3 separate regions of the Zea mays genome follow, and all the other regions are linked to region 1. A link is a contact called in public Hi-C data. All regions are on one chromosome and are shown on one strand. Each heading gives the region's core, a stretch centred on a gene start, on an enhancer-like site or on the middle of the called end of the contact. The rest is flanking DNA. Distances are from core to core; before and after follow the strand shown.

The links. Hi-C and Micro-C count contacts between places; a contact is called where the count stands out from the background.
Region 2: a Hi-C map of tassel shows a contact between it and region 1, with 2.0 times the contacts expected there. The contact joins the promoter of LOC103632119 here to the promoter of LOC103632124 in region 1. A contact is called at or near these places in 2 of 25 Hi-C or Micro-C datasets (ear and tassel).
Region 3: a Hi-C map of ear shows a contact between it and region 1, with 2.8 times the contacts expected there. The contact joins the promoter of LOC100277511 here to the promoter of LOC103632124 in region 1. A contact is called at or near these places in 4 of 25 Hi-C or Micro-C datasets (ear, endosperm, leaf and 1 more).

What each region holds. Positions count from the first base shown.
Region 1 is chr7:20,175,698-20,180,807 of Zm-B73-REFERENCE-NAM-5.0, forward strand. LOC103632124 (Golgin subfamily A member 4) reads right to left here and starts at 2,158. Exons shown (of 4, transcript XM_008653969.4): 1 at 919-2,158; 2 at 103-278. The coding sequence starts at 1,966.
Region 2 is chr7:19,932,803-19,937,912 of Zm-B73-REFERENCE-NAM-5.0, forward strand. It overlaps LOC103632119, which reads left to right and starts at 2,015. Exons shown (of 9, transcript XM_008653965.2): 1 at 2,015-2,269; 2 at 2,382-2,723; 3 at 3,964-4,060; 4 at 4,913-4,927. The coding sequence starts at 2,160. It overlaps LOC542351 (kinase associated protein phosphatase), which reads left to right. Exons shown (of 13, transcript NM_001111928.1): 13 at 10-461. The coding sequence ends at 174.
Region 3 is chr7:20,403,172-20,408,281 of Zm-B73-REFERENCE-NAM-5.0, forward strand. LOC100277511 (AT4g33690/T16L1_180-like protein) reads left to right here and starts at 2,150. Exons shown (of 4, transcript NM_001151046.2): 1 at 2,150-2,416; 2 at 3,895-4,084; 3 at 4,716-4,965. The coding sequence starts at 3,916.

The DNA of each region.
Region 1 (5,110 bases), core at 908-3,407:
CTTTGTGGTGAGAGAGAACATATTGAAAAATGTGCGCCTCTAAGGGAGAACGACTGAAACAGTTTATGTTCTAAACTATTGAATAAGATTTACATATTTTACCTTCACTTCATGGCATAGTTTTTTCTCCCATGCAAGCAACTTATCGAGTACGGTAGCATGTGTTTCCCATTCATCATCAGCCAACTCATTCTTCACATTTTCTGGTGGAGGGATCCCTTTAAATGAGCGATTCCAAGTGATGGCTTGCATCACTCTTGCAGAATGATCCACAAATCCTGATAAGACAGAAGACATGCCATTAACTGAAGTAATGTAAATAGATTGATACACCAATCGTATAGACTATTCTACATGTTTACACCGATTTTAGCTGTATCCCTGAAATAGAAGCAAGATATAGACTGTTCAACTGAAGTTTAAAAGAAATCATAGAGTGAAGATAATCACCGCCTCAGTGTAGCCCCAACCCCGCCTCTGCCCCAAAGAAAACTGTACTTAATAAACATTCCCCTGTGCCTCACTGAACCACATTCCATAAAAACACAGCATCCACCTCAGCAAAGACATAATAGAGAAACATAATAAAGCCAAAATACTATCCCTTTTAATCAATAGCTAACAATGCAATCAAGGCACTCAAAAAGTCAAAGTATTGAATTACCATGCGGAACAGTTGAAGTCCTCCAATATGCATCAAGCAAATCATATACTATCTATCTTGCACGTCTCCTAAGAATCTTGTGTACTGTGTTTTGAAGTTTACTATGTGCCTATAATGTTTGTACGAGTGCTATGAACAATGTTTGTTGAGCATCAAGATTTTTTAATTAAAGAAAGTTAAAAATGATTAGTCTTTCCTGTAACCCAGTCGAACTCTAGCACACAGGCTGGGAGCAGAGCATGCAAGGAAGGTACCTCGCGTCTCGGCGAAATTGGAGTGATAATGCATCCTTGCTGCCTCCAACATCTTGGACACCTCGTGCGCGCCCTGGGATGCCTTGAGGAATTCATCGTCGAGCCTGCGCAGGATGTCGCCCAGCCTCGCCGGCTGGGGCGTCACCATGACGACCCTGCCCTTCTTGCCCTCCGGCTTCCTAGCCCGGCGCGTGACGAGCTCAGCCGCGGGCTTCTTTCCCTCGGCGATCTCCTCGGCGGAAGGCACTGGCTGCGGCTGCTTCGTAGGCTGTTGGTCGGATTCGGGCGGCGGAGGCGGAGGCGCGGGCATCCTCCGCTCGGCCGCCCACGACGACTCGGCGGCGGCGCTGGCGCTGGGGTCCAGCGTGGGCGGCGGGCCGGGCATGGCGTCGGGGGAGCCGAACAGGTAGTCCTTCCACGAATTCCCCTCTGCCGTCGCCCGCTCCAGGTTGGCCTTCGCAGCCGGGACAGGCGGCGGGGAGCGCGAGGGCGGGGGATTGTTCGCCGGCGGCGGTGGGGGAGGAGGAGGCTGGAGCTGCGGGTCGTCGTCCTCCCGTCGCCGCCCCGCGTCGTCCCCGGGGGCGTCGCCCTCGCCGTCCTCCTCCATGATGGGCGCCTCCCCGGAGCGGCCCTTCCGGATGGGCGGCTGGAGCTGGATGTCGGGCGCGCTCATGGACCTGTGCAGCGTCGTGTGCCCGCCGTCGTCACCGTCGCCGTCGCCGGCACCCGGGGGCGGCGGCGGCGGGAGCAAGGCGTCGAGCGGGGACGGCAGCGCCTTGACCACCGTGGCCGCCGAGCCCTGCCCGGCGCTGAGCGCGGCCGCGGCGGAGGCGGAGCGCGGCACCAGGACGGCGTCGTGGCGGTCGGTCTCGCCCGCGGCGTAGTCGGAGAGCGCGGCTCCGACGTTCTTGAGCGCGGCGGTGTGGCCGGCGTGCGCGCCCGCGAGCGCGTGGCGCGCGTGGACGGCGGCGCTCAGCAGGTGCTTCCGCTCCCGGCAGCGCGACTCGGCGCCGCCCTCCGCGTCCTCCTTGGATGGCCCGCACCCCATCGGTGGCGGCGTCTGCTCCTATCGCTAGCTCGCTCGCTCTCTCTCTCTCTCTCCAGTGGCCCAGTGGCGCGTGGTGGGCTGTGAGGTTTGATCGTCGCCCGGGGTTCCTTCGCGCGGAAGGGGGGGGGTGCGAGCCCAGCGAGGTCGTTGGTGCGTTCGTGCGGTGGGTGATGGATGGGCGAATATGGTTTTGATTTGATTTCGACGGGAATCGACTTTCTTTTGGGGTGGGAGCTTGGATGCTTTTGCGCTTTGGAATAAAGCAGGGGGCGCCAAAAGGAAAAGACCGCCCCATCCGTCCACGAGACCACGACAGTCGTCAGACTGTATTGCTCACCCTCTGTGACGTCGAGCACTTGGGCTGGCTCCAAGTGTGAAAGTGTGCGTGTGGTGGACTACACCATTCGGTTCAGCCTCAACACGGATAGATACCATCCAACGGTCACCATCTAAAAACTAGATAGAGTAAATTTTAAACTCTATTGTTGGGAGCCTTCGGCTTCCGAAGATCCTCAAAAACAAGATTTAACAGTATTTTTGGAGTATAATGTGTGAACAGGTATCTTCGGACCCGAATCGGTACCACAGTGGGAGAAGCCCAAAGAATACGAAGGTCGACACAGCACCGAAGCTGTGAGCAGGAAAGCTTCGGCGTAATAGCAGAAAAAGAAACCGACTTAAAGATGAAAAGGCTATTCAGGCCTCGGTGGATTACTATAGAATTACTACCAAATGTAAAGGGCATGAATGTAATTTTATATGAGCTGTGTCCCGTGCCTATAAATAGGTGAACAGTATCCCCGTACTGTTCACGCTGACTTGGCATTTGCTTTTGCGTCACGCTTGTACTTTCGCCTTCTTTCGAGCCGAAGGTACATTTGTAATTTGATATTATTTCTACTTTTCTATAATAATAATACAGAAATGAGTTGATAATAATACATAATGGTTTATGCTATCTTTTGTGTCTCATATGATTCCTTCTTCATTATTATATGTTGAATTTATGAAGGTATGTCCTTCATAACCTTCGTCCGAAAATCATTATGTCCTAAGGGAAATAATGCTTCGAAGGACGAAGGGCTTTAACGTTTAACATTTCTTGTGTTGCCTTGTTCTTAATTCAAAGCATTTGAGAACAAGTCCCCAACATTGGCGCCCACCTCCGGTGAACTCACTTCCACTCTTTGAGTTTTGAACACCTTCGGCGATCATAAACCTTCACTATGGCACCGAAGAAAGCTTCAGCAACTGGGGCTGCAGCTCTGCAACCGCTGGACCACAATCAGGAGACTGTCTCCCTTCGGGAGGCCCGAAGCCAGAAAAGGAAGGCTGTTAGCCCGACACCGCCAGAGGATGAGATAGACCAAGAAATCAGAGACATGGAGATGTTTCATCAACAGGTGCAGAGGAAGAAGGAAAAGATGGCCAGGCTAGCTGAACTGCAAAGGCAGATAGACGAAGCCTCTGAAGAGGTTCGTCATCTTACTCAGGATGAGCAACACCGAAGGCCTCAGCACCAAGACCTTCATCAGGAGGGTTTCCTCAACGAAGATGACTAGTATGACAATTTCCATCATGGGAATTTTGTTTTTGATGATGCTTCTCCTCTGTCCGCTGAGCTGCAGGCTACACCTTGGCCTCCGTCATACAAGCCGCCTCAGCTTCCCATATTCGATGGCCACTCAGACCCGAAGCAGTTTTTGATGAGCTACGAAGCAACAGTATCTTCGTATGGTGGCAATGCTGCAGTCATGGCCAAATCTTTTGTTATGGCTGTCAGGAGTGTTGCTCAAACCTGGTATTTGAAAGGGAAATGTGCCCTTGGGCCATTTCTAAGTATTTTGGTGATTGAGTGCCAACACAAGTGCTTAAATGTAAATCTATGCCCATGAATGGACAAAGTGCAAATCAGGAGCAAAGGTATGTTTCCATGTCTTAGTACATTGATTTTGTGTACTAATATACTTGTCTAAGTATCAGATACAGGAAGAAGAAGAAAAGAGGGGAGTTGGCTGTGTTCAGCCAAGAGGCTGTTTCAGTCTGGGGCACCGGACTGTCCGGTGCACCAGGCTGCCTCAAGCGAAGTGGCCGCTCTCGGGAATTCGCCGACGGCGTACGGCTATAATTCACCGGACTGTCCGGTGTGCACCGGACTGTCCGGTGAGCCAACGGTCGGCCGGGCCAACGGTCGGCCGCGCGATTTGCGCGGGACACGTGGCCGAGCCAACGGCTAGAAGGGGGCACCGGACTGTCCGGTGTGCACCGGACATGTCCGATGCGCCAACGGCTCCAAGTCTGCCAACGGTCGGCTTCGCTAATTAAGGAAGGAAATCGGGCACCGGACAGTGTCCGGTGTGCACCGGACTGTCCGGTGCGCCCGACGACAGAAGGCAAGGATGACCTTCCAGATTTGTTCTCAACGGCTCCTAGCTGCCTTGGGGCTATAAAAGGGACCCCTAGGCGCATGGAGGACACACCAAGCATTCCTACAACATTCTTAAGCACCAAGACATCGATCTCACACATTCGTTTCATTGTGATAGCATCTAGAGCTCTTGTTGAGTTGCGAACTCTTTGAGTTGTGTTGCGAGCTCTTGTTGCGACTTGTGTGCGTGTTGTTGCTCTGATCTTTTGAAGTCTTGTGTGCGTTGCTCATTCCCCCTTTGCTCTGTGTTCTTTGTGAACTTCAATTGTAAGGGCGAGAGGCTCCAAGTTATGGAGATTCCTCGCAAACGGGATTGAGAAAAAGCAAGCAAAACACCGTGGTATTCAAGTGGGTCTTTGGACCGCTTGAGAGGGGTTGATTGCAACCCTCGTCCGTTGGGACGCCACAACGTGGAGTAGGCAAGCGTTGGTCTTGGCCGAACCACGGGATAAACCAATGTGTCGTCCCTGTGATTGATCTCTTGTGGTATTGTGTTTTGTTGAGACTCCTTTCTAGCCACTTGGCATTTATTGTGCTAACACTTAACAAGTTTTTGTGGCTATAAGTTTAAGTTTTACAGGATCACCTATTCACCCCCCCCTCTAGGTGCTCTCAATTGGTATCAGAGCCCGTTCTCTTCAAGAAAGGGACTAACCGCCCGAAGAGATGGATCCTAAGGGGAAGGGAATCGTGATCAACGACAAGGAAAAGGAGTC
Region 2 (5,110 bases), core at 765-3,264, 240 kb before region 1:
AATCTGCAGGGAAAGGAGAGGAGGAGCTCCGGCGACGCCACCTCAGCGGCGGCCAGAGTAGCCAGCCGTGTGCTGGACGAAGCTCGGAGTCTGCGAACCAAGGACAACACATCCGTAATATTCGTAGATTTTGACGTCCTGAGAAGGGATCCCTGTATCTCGCCAGTTGATTGACATGGCAGATTCCGGAGACTGCAGCTTCCCATGGATCGTCGTCTTCCTGGCTGCTCTATTATATAGCTCCCAAGTTTTGTTGTGTTTTCAGTGAGATGATGTGGTGTAGGAGGCAGAGTGCGTGCATACCGTGTAATCTGGTGCATGCCTTTTAGAGTCTCCTCTCTCTCTCTCTCTCTCTCTCTCTCTCTCTCTCTCTCTCTCTCTCTCTCTCTCTGTCACCCTAGTTGATGAACCGATGATCACCCATCATCCAGGAATGGCTTAACAAATCTCCATTAACTGTGAAGTCATTCGCCATTTTTGTTAATCCGTTTGCGCGTCCAGTTTGAAGTCCAAGGGACGAGATGGAGGCAAGAGAAAGTTGCTTGCTGGTTTCAGTTTGTGCACAGATCTGGGATCAGAAGGCACCGGCTGCCTGCCTGACGGAAATGGGATGCTGTGGAGACTGGCAATGTATCCCAGGATGGAAGGATGAGGGTGGAAGCAGTGCAGCCCCAGAATTCAGGAAAAACAGCAAGTGGTTGGAGCTAGCTAGCTACTACTGTGGTAGTAGGTGATACAGTACACAGGTAAAAAGAAAACAGTACGTGCTAGGCCGTACGTGTACGTGCAAAAAGGTGATAACAACTAGCTAGGCTTTATACATCACCACAACACAGCGTACTGTTGCAGAGAGAAACATCACTGCCAACGAGCGCCTGTCAATGAGTGTTCACCAGGACGATGTCAAGGTCCTCTGTTTGCATTGCCCGTACATCTAGTTGGAGTGTTTGGTTCCTACTTCGACTAAAATAAGTATTCCAAATAGGATTTCTAGGGACTACATTTTAGTCATGTTTAGGAGAGCGACTAAAGGAACCATTTAATAATATGCCACATTAAATATTTTTGATGACATGACATAGTATTTAAGGGCATGTACAACCTAGACACTGTTGTACGGTACTCCAAATATAGGATACAACTAAAACACAACATAATACAATGGTCATGTCTAAAACATGTGTCTTACCATATTCATTGTACCAATCAGAGCATTCAATAAATTAAAGTGATCAATCAGCTAGTCTCCTGTCTCGAACATAGAGCTAAGACACTGTGTCTTCGTCAAGATAAATGTCTTAAGTTTTTTCACATTCACCCCCCTAGACACACTTTAAGATACATCTTAAGATACCTATTGTACATGCCCTAAGAGGATTGAGTTTTATTGGGATGAAACCACGTCGGCTGGTTTCCAAGGTCTTGAAAACTGTATGAACCCTTTATTGATAGTGATCTGTTTCACTTCACATATTTTTTACTAACTTCTATTGGTTATTGAGCTGCGGTATTTAATTGATATGTTAGTCTATAAAGACATGTACAACCCATTTAATATGGAGTCTCTTGAGTGGTCTCTAATGGGCTAAGTGAAAAAAATACAAGAGACAAGCACTTCGCGAAGAGTCCGTCTCTTCACAACTTTCCATACAATGTGTCTTTTATCTGTATTTAAGATGTAGGTCTTAGGATTGTATCATGCTGTCTAAGATAGTGCTCAGGTTTGTACATGCTCTAAGATAGTGCTGGAAAGAGTGCGACGAGATTCCCATTTAGAATAAACTTGAGCTTAAAAAACAAGTTTGGTTTCCTATAAAACGACACCGTATGGAGTACTAAACAGACGGATCCAACCAACAAATTCCTTTCACATGCACCTACTTGCGCTACCCCGACCGACCTCCTCCTTCCCCTCCCCACCCCACCCCACGTGCCCTCGCGATTTGGTACGGTGCATGAGTTGGCGGCGCGCGCTCCTTCCCCTCCCATCCCCTCCCCTCCTCAAAGCCCAGCCACCACCACCAGTCAGTCAACGCGTTGTACATTGCCCTCCTTTCCCTCCTCAAAGCCTCAGACGACCCTCACCAACTCGCTCACGCGCTCGATCACTGAAGCAGCACACAGCACAGCAGCAGCAGCAGCAGGCAGCCATCCCAGCCATGGCGGCCGGCGGCAGCGGAGGCGAGGCCGCGCAGAAGGCGCTGCAGTCGGTGGCGCAGAGCACGGGGTGGACGTACAGCCTCCTCTGGCGCCTCTGCCCGCGCCAAGGGTACGCCTTCTTCCTGCCTGCTGCTCCATCGCCGTCCCAACTCTCGTCCTTGCTAAAGCGCTGTCTGACTAACCGATCTGATCACGCATGCATGCATGGCCCTGCTCATCAGCGCGCTGGTCTGGGCGGAGGGCTACTACAACGGCGCCATCAGGACGCGCAAGACGACGATGACGACAGTGCGTCAGCCGGCGGGCGCGGAGGACGCCGGGGACGAGGAGACGGCGCTGCGCCGCAGCCGGCAGCTCAAGGAGCTCTACGACTCGCTGGCGGCGGGGGAGGCCGCTTACGACGGTGGTGGAGGAGTCGGCGACCCACAGCAGCAGCACCAGCAGCAGGTGGCGGTGGTGCCGCCGCCTCGCCGGCCCGTCGCCGCGCTGGCGCCCGAGGACCTGACGGAGACGGAGTGGTTCTACCTCATGTGCGCCTCCTACTGCTTCCCTCCTGCCGTCGGGTAAACCGGCTATAGCCTATATACATACATGCTTTGCTTTGCATGCTACCTCACGTATCTACAGAATGAAGCACAGCACAGCACAGCACAGGGAACGAACGATCGAGCTCAAGGTCTCCACGTGTAAGATATGCAAATAAATAGACCGGCTCTCTATGCTGTTCTATATTTACTAATACTTTTTTTTTCTCATGCATGTTGTTTCACAGGTGATGATGAACCAAATGTTCGTTCCTTCTAATAAGCACCGCATGTACCAACGATCCTCTAAATATTGACCCTGTTTGTTTGGGCAATTTTTAGTTTTTGGCAATAAAAAGCTGCCGCGGATTAGCAAACGTCCCAGCTTTTCAGTCTGTTTCTATAAAAATCGCTAAAAACCATTCAAAATCAACATAAATACATAATCGATCGAGTCGTCACGATAAATTCCATCGCTATCTAGATCTTGAACCCTTTGAACCATTTCATTTTCCTCCGCACGTAATCCCACGATACTCAGATCTTTCCCACAGCCAGATTCTCTCTACAACCAGATTCTCAAAAAAACTGATCAGAAAAAACTGAACCAAACAAACCCATTATTGTCCTTGCTGGCGAGCTAAATCTTACCAGTAAACTATTATACAAAAAGGCCATCATAGAAAATTACCGGAACACATGTTTTTTTGGCGACATTATTGTTTTTTCTTACCAGTAAACTCCTAAGATAATTATTATTTCCACCTTTTTTGAGCTATTATATATACGTACATGACATTCAAAAACAGTTGTCCCGTCCTATTTTATTTACTCTAATGTCTCTTCATATTACTATAGAGCCCGTTTCTTAGTTTGACATTATCATATATCGTCTAATTCGTTATTCGCATCGTCTTATCCTGAACCACCGCGTGCAATTGACTTTGTGCGAGCTTCTATTTGGTTGTCTATACGCGAGAGACACGGGTTGCATATGTGGATGCAAAACAAGATATTTTAAGGCTATTTAGTTGCATCCACTCATACTGCCAAAATTGGCGTACCTAGCCGACCAGGCTCGCATCCGCCTGGTTTGTTGTGCTCAACCATCCAATCAGCCGGATAGCTGATGCAGCATGCATCAATGAATTATCGAATGTCAAAGCACAAACATTTAATTTCATATAACAAACAGATAATGTTCTTTTTTTCGTTGTTGTAACAAGAGAGAAGCTTCCATGTATAAGTCATATACATGTGTAGTGCTTCCACGTTTCAGGTTGCCCGGGGAGGCGTTTGTAAGGAGAGCTCATGTGTGGCTATGTGGTGCAAACAAAGCTGACAGCAAGGTGTTCTCAAGAGCAATTCTCGCTAGGGTACGTACGCATACCGTCTCCATTCTCTTCTATCTCTTTTTTTTTTTAAAAAAATGTTTGGTACTCTTCTAGTCGCAAATATACTTGGCACATTCAATAACATCATACTGTGGCCCATGTGTTGTGAATTGTGATGCAACAAAATTAGTTTTACTATCGTTTTTTTTGAAACATAGCACCTGTAGATTATTAACCCTCTCTTACATAAAATGTGAAAGAATATATAATAGAGATGCTATGTATATGCAGGCTCTTCCTCGTTCGAACAGATTTTGGACGGGCTGTCACATCTATATTTCAATAGAAAATATATATATATTTGTTAAAATTGCACCCACAAGACTATGCAAAAAAAAAAACTGAACAAAGTCAAAGCACTTTTTGACCCTAGCTAGTGAGTAGTTTGCAGTGTGTGAAAATTATAGTGATTTTAGAAAAAGGATAAATTTGAAAAGAAATAACCTTAATGAACATATACCTATTCTATTTCAAATTATAATTCGTTCTGTCTTTTCTAGATATATAACCTTATTATGTATTTAGATATATAGTCTATATCTAGATATACAATAAAAGTATTATATCTAAAAAAACTTAAAACATCCTATAGTTTAGAACGGAGGGAGTAGTTAGCTACGCATGACAAAATATAAGCTTATGATTGTAGTTGAACTTAAAAACATTGTTTTCCTTTCAAGATATGAGTATGAAGCTCAAATAATTGTTTATCGATATCCAAAAGTATTATTCCCTTCTTTGCCCCATGATAGAGAATTGAAGGTACTAACTAATTCTCCATTTATTACGCTTTTCATGTGGAACATCAAAAATGTTGGTGGCAACAAATATCAGAGTGCAGGTATACAGGTATTAAAATTCACCTCTAAAACTACTTTTTTATATGGTTTTTATTGTATAAGCCTTAAGAAGTACTGTTTTGCCATTCAATGCTAGCTAAAGTAAAATCACTTCTAGCATCACAACAACGTTTTAGCAAATAAGTAAGTCTTCATTTGCATTGAACTTATACTATTTTCAATATTCAGCAAT
Region 3 (5,110 bases), core at 900-3,399, 230 kb after region 1:
AAGTGAAAGAAACCATAGCTCCAGCTCAAGGATTGAACAAGAAGGGACCACTTGTTCATTCGTAGTGTGGAATTTAAATATAGAAATGAGTAAGCTGTTAGGATAGCCTAAGAACTTGTCTAGTTACAATAAGGACCCGATGATATTAATCTTTTCTATTTAATTTTGATTAGCAAAGGATTTAATCGCCTCCCCAATAGTTCAAGCCCTTCCTAATCGAAGACCTAAAGATTTAAGCCAACTCAATCCGCTCCATTCCATATGGATTAAAATTAAAACAAACAGACAGGGCTTGATGTACCGGACTAGAGGGCTTGATGCACTCCCAAGATTGAGAAAACACAATGCCTAGAAGAGAAGGATCCTGTAGCACATCATTCATTACATTAATGCCCCGATTGGTTCTCAGGAGTTGAAAAGTAACCTAATATTAAAATGAGAAACAATTTCTAGATATTTGTTTCAATTAATGTGATCCAAACAGGCATTAATAGTAATAATATACATTGAGAAGGATAAACTGTTACGAAATTCCGAGTACAAAATATTGAAAATGTCAGCATACTAAGCTGTACCAAACGGCAAGCCACCTCCCAGTCCCATGTGTTCAATCCCGGTGACGAATTCACTGCCACACAATCCCGGTGACGAAACCATAGCTCCCGAGAGCGACATTTTCACCGGAGATCAGCCTGGCGCACCGGACACTGTCAGGTGCGTCACCGAACAGTCTTGTGTGCCAGACTGAGCTGAATTTTGGCTGCACCGAGCCAAGTAATTTTGGTTTCTTTTATTCTTCTTTTCTCACTATTTCTAGCACTTAGATAACTTCATTAGTATTCAAAAACAAATGTACTAAGTCTAGAAACATACCTCATGTCTTGATTTGCACTTTTTCAATCTTTGGTACATTAGGACTTAAAGAATATGTGTTGGGCACTTAATCACCAAAACATTATAGAAATGGCCCAAAGGCACATTTTCCTTTCAAACTCACAAATAGAAATATTTCTTGTGGACGAGGGCATCAAGCATGAGTTCTCTTCTCCCTACACACCTCAACAAAATGGTGTAGTGGAGAGGAAGAATAAAACTCTACTGGACATAACTCGGCCAGGGCGTCTGTGTCAGGTTGGTACCCTTGGAAGTTGAGCAGGAACTTGTCGCGAAGCCCTTTCCAGGAATCAATGGACAGTGGCTGTAATCTGGTGTACCAAGTCAAGGTCAGGCCTTCGAGTGCGATGATGAAGGATTTGGCCATTGTGGCGTCGTCCCCTCCGGACGATGCGATGACTACCTGGTAGCTCATGATGTACTGAGCCGGATCGGTACTGTCGTTGTATTTGGGGTAGGTGCCGGCCCTGAAGTTGGCGGGCCAGGGCGATGCTTGGAGTTGTGGAGCCAGGGGTGTTTGAATGCACTATAACTAATAGTTAGAGAGTGTTTGAATGCATTAGAGTAATAGTTAGTGGTTAAAATTAGCCAAAGACATCCAAAACAATCCAACTAATAGTTCAATTATTAGATATTTTTAGTAAATTAGCTACTAGCTAGCTAATTATTTGTTAGCTAGCTAATTCTACTAGTATATTTTTAGCTAACTAACTATTAGATTTAGTGCATTCAAACACCCCTTTAGTTGGCTAAAAATCGTTAGTAGAATTAGTTAGCTAACAAATAGCTACCTAACTATTGACTATTTTACAAAAAAATAGCTAATAGCTGAACTATTAGCTACGGTGTTTAGATGTCTCAACTAATTTTAACTACTAACTATTATATTCAAACACCCCCTAAATATCCCTTATGATCCATAAGGTCAATATTACATCATTTTTGTTGTCTCTTCTTGAAAAACCTAAGGGCTTGTTTGGGACAAAGGGTAATGGAGGGGATTGAGGGAGCTATAATCCCTTACTATTCAAAATTAAGTAGTAGGGGATTCTAGCCCCCTCAATTCACTCCATTACCTTTGATCCCAAACAAGCCCTAATAGAATCTCTAGGACCTAAGCCGTTGGAGATAGCATCAGTGACAGTGATGTCACACGGCAATTTTAGCCGCAACGCTCCAGCTGTACCGCGAAACAAAATTTCTCTACTTTTCTTCGACCGTCCTACCCTATCCGCTCCCCTCGCCGGCGCCGCGGCGGCGGCGAGAAAGAGAGAACGCGCTCCTCTTCCTTCTCGACTCGATCTGCCCCTTCCAGCCCGCTCGCCCCTCATCGAGCGGCCTCCGTAGCCCTAGGTGATCCGCGCCTCCTTCCGCCGCAGCGGAACAGGACGCCTGACCGTCGACCGTCGAAGCGATTCCTCTCTCGCGGGCGTCCTCGTCTCGCCCTCCTCGCCTCCTCGGTGCCAGTGGGTCGGCGCGGGGAGGCATCCGTCCGGGCTACGGTCGATTTGTTCTCCACTTGGTAAGGATCAAGGAACCCTAACTTGTCTTGTTGCTTCTATGGATTGATTTTTTCTATGTTGCGACCTGTGAGAATCAAATCCAGTAGCTTAGTAAAATTTCCGAAGAAATTAATTTTGTATGCCAATTGAAGTTAAGGTTCAACTGGATCCCCACGGCTACACGTTCTTTGCTGTGCTCGTCATATATTGTTCTTGCGGTGCAGCAGCATCTTCATCTATGTGTATGATAGACCTGCTCTATATGTGGACGTTACTAGCTTGGTACACAGTTAAAAGGTTGGAAGGATCAGTTTATGCTTTATTGCAGAGTGTGGACAATTCTAATTTATGTTCAGTGGGATATATATACTTGCCCACGCCTGTTGACCTATTTGTGACAAATTGCTTATTAACTCATCCATGTAGCGAAAGGGCCTTTAGCTGAGTTGGCTAGGTCTGAGTAGTTAAAAAAATCCTCTCGTCTGTCCTATGCCAAAGCACAGGTCTAAGACCTGGTTGCGGTCGTTCTCACATGGGCTACAGTGTTGCTGTGTATGGGTGAGATAGGGGTTTTCTTGACCCGTGTGAGAAGGCCTTCTTCTCAATACAATGCTCGTGCGTTGTCTTACCCTCGGCAGGTCGAGTTTTTTTAACTCATCCATGCAAATTAACCTATTTTGGACAAATTGCTTTATTAATTCGTTGCTTGATTCTAGTCTTCTTTCATCACAATAGCATCACCACCATTAGTTATTTCAAAAAAATCTGGGGTTTTCAAATTAAGCCCTTTTGCCACATTTGATACTTTCATTCTTGATGAGCAGTTTTAGACACATCTTTTTGGCTAATAATGCTTTGATAAGTTGTTTTATCGGGATGGAAGCATATATATGGGGCACCTGTACTCCATTATTGTAATTACTCTTCAATGGACTGTTCCTGGAATATCTATTTTCTTAGTGTTTGTGTTATAATTTGTGAGTTGTATTGGCTCCCATGTATGTTCAGATCATTTGTGAAACTATATTTGTGCCGTTCACATTAGTACACAACCTGATAACAAAAATAGCATACTCCAAACAATAGTGTATGGTTCCTTCGCAACCAGTGTTGCCGTGCCTGTCAGCCTGTGCATGGTTCAGATCTATGCATCAACCTTGTCACGTCACTACGGTCTAGTTTGGGTACTCTAGTATTGAAGTGGTTTGGAGGGGTTGAAAAGTGTATAAATCCCCTATAGATCAAAAACTCGCACAATACATCTCAATCCACTCTAATCCCTTTCATTACTAGAGTACCCAAACTAGCCCTACGGTGAATGAGACTGTTTGAATCGTACACCTTCGCACCTGGATAATGGCTGTGAATGATATCCAATACTTTTGCATGGTCTATGAAATCACTGGCCTTTTACATTATAGTATGACAATTTTTTATTATTGTTTTTAATGTTATCTTATTTTTCTAATTACTAAAGATTTCATTTCTGGATTGCTAGCTGTTGAACTTTAAATAGACAATGGATCTGGAGACAGAAAATCGTCTTGCTTCTTTACTACTTGAAGAGGCCCGAAGATTACAATTAGAGGCTAACAGGGAAGGTGTTCAAGCATATCTGCGAAAACCTAATGTTAGGCATCGTCCAAACTCTCGGTTCCTCACAGCCACAGTTCGTGGAGTTCAGCAAGGTTAGCAATATGCAGTGAATTATTGTTGTCACTTGTTTTCTATATTTTCTATTTTCTTTGAGTAGATCTTGTAGAACAAATCTCTACTATATTTCAGTGGGAGTTTCTTCGTCCGTCTCTACCGTCGCGCTCAGCTTCTGCGTCCGCCCACCAATTAAAATTGCTGCCCAGCAAAAACAAAGCGAAGGGACACGAGGAATCGAACCCAGGCCACCAGGTCCAAAGTCTGGACGGCCAACCACCACACTATAGAACCAATTGTTGAGGATAGATATTGTAAATATTGTTAATACAGAAACCGTAGTAGCACACGGGCAACTGACTAGTCAACTTTGAAAAGACACTTGACTCATGTAATCCTGTAAAAAAATGAACTTGGCTCTTGTGAGTATATTGTCTTACGTTCTTAGGTAAAAAGTGTACTGGTCTGACATCGCTATTTTTTTAATGACATAATAATCAACATTAGAAAGCATGTTCAGCCGTGTAATCATTCTTGTGACTATTGACCTTACATTCTTTTTTTTTGGGGGGGGGGGGGTATACCGACCCTGTGTCACTAATTTTTTAATGACGTCAAGTAGCACTTTCATATTTTGTTCCGAGTTGAAATAAGCTGTATGTCCTGCAGCAAATCGTGTTGTGGAGGTCAATGAAATGTGGCGTGCCAGGGAAAAGGAACTGGAGTTGGAGTCAAAAATGAAAGGCAGAAGTAGCAGAAGTAAAGATCATGGTGATTTTACAGGTGAGAAGCGCAAAAGTGAAAGAAACCATAGCTCCAGCTCAAGGATTGAACAAGAAGGGACCACTTATGATACTTCGTACTCAGACCAGGAGGATGGTCTCAGGGATGATGAAATTGAAAGATTTCTTTATTCAAGGTTAGTTAGAATGTTATTTAATTTTCTTTTATGCAAGAAATGGCCATTTCTTTCTCGTTGTAACACCTGCCATATATAACTTAATATTGTTTTTACCCCTGTTCGCATGATCTGTATATAGTACCACTACCACATTTTTCTATCG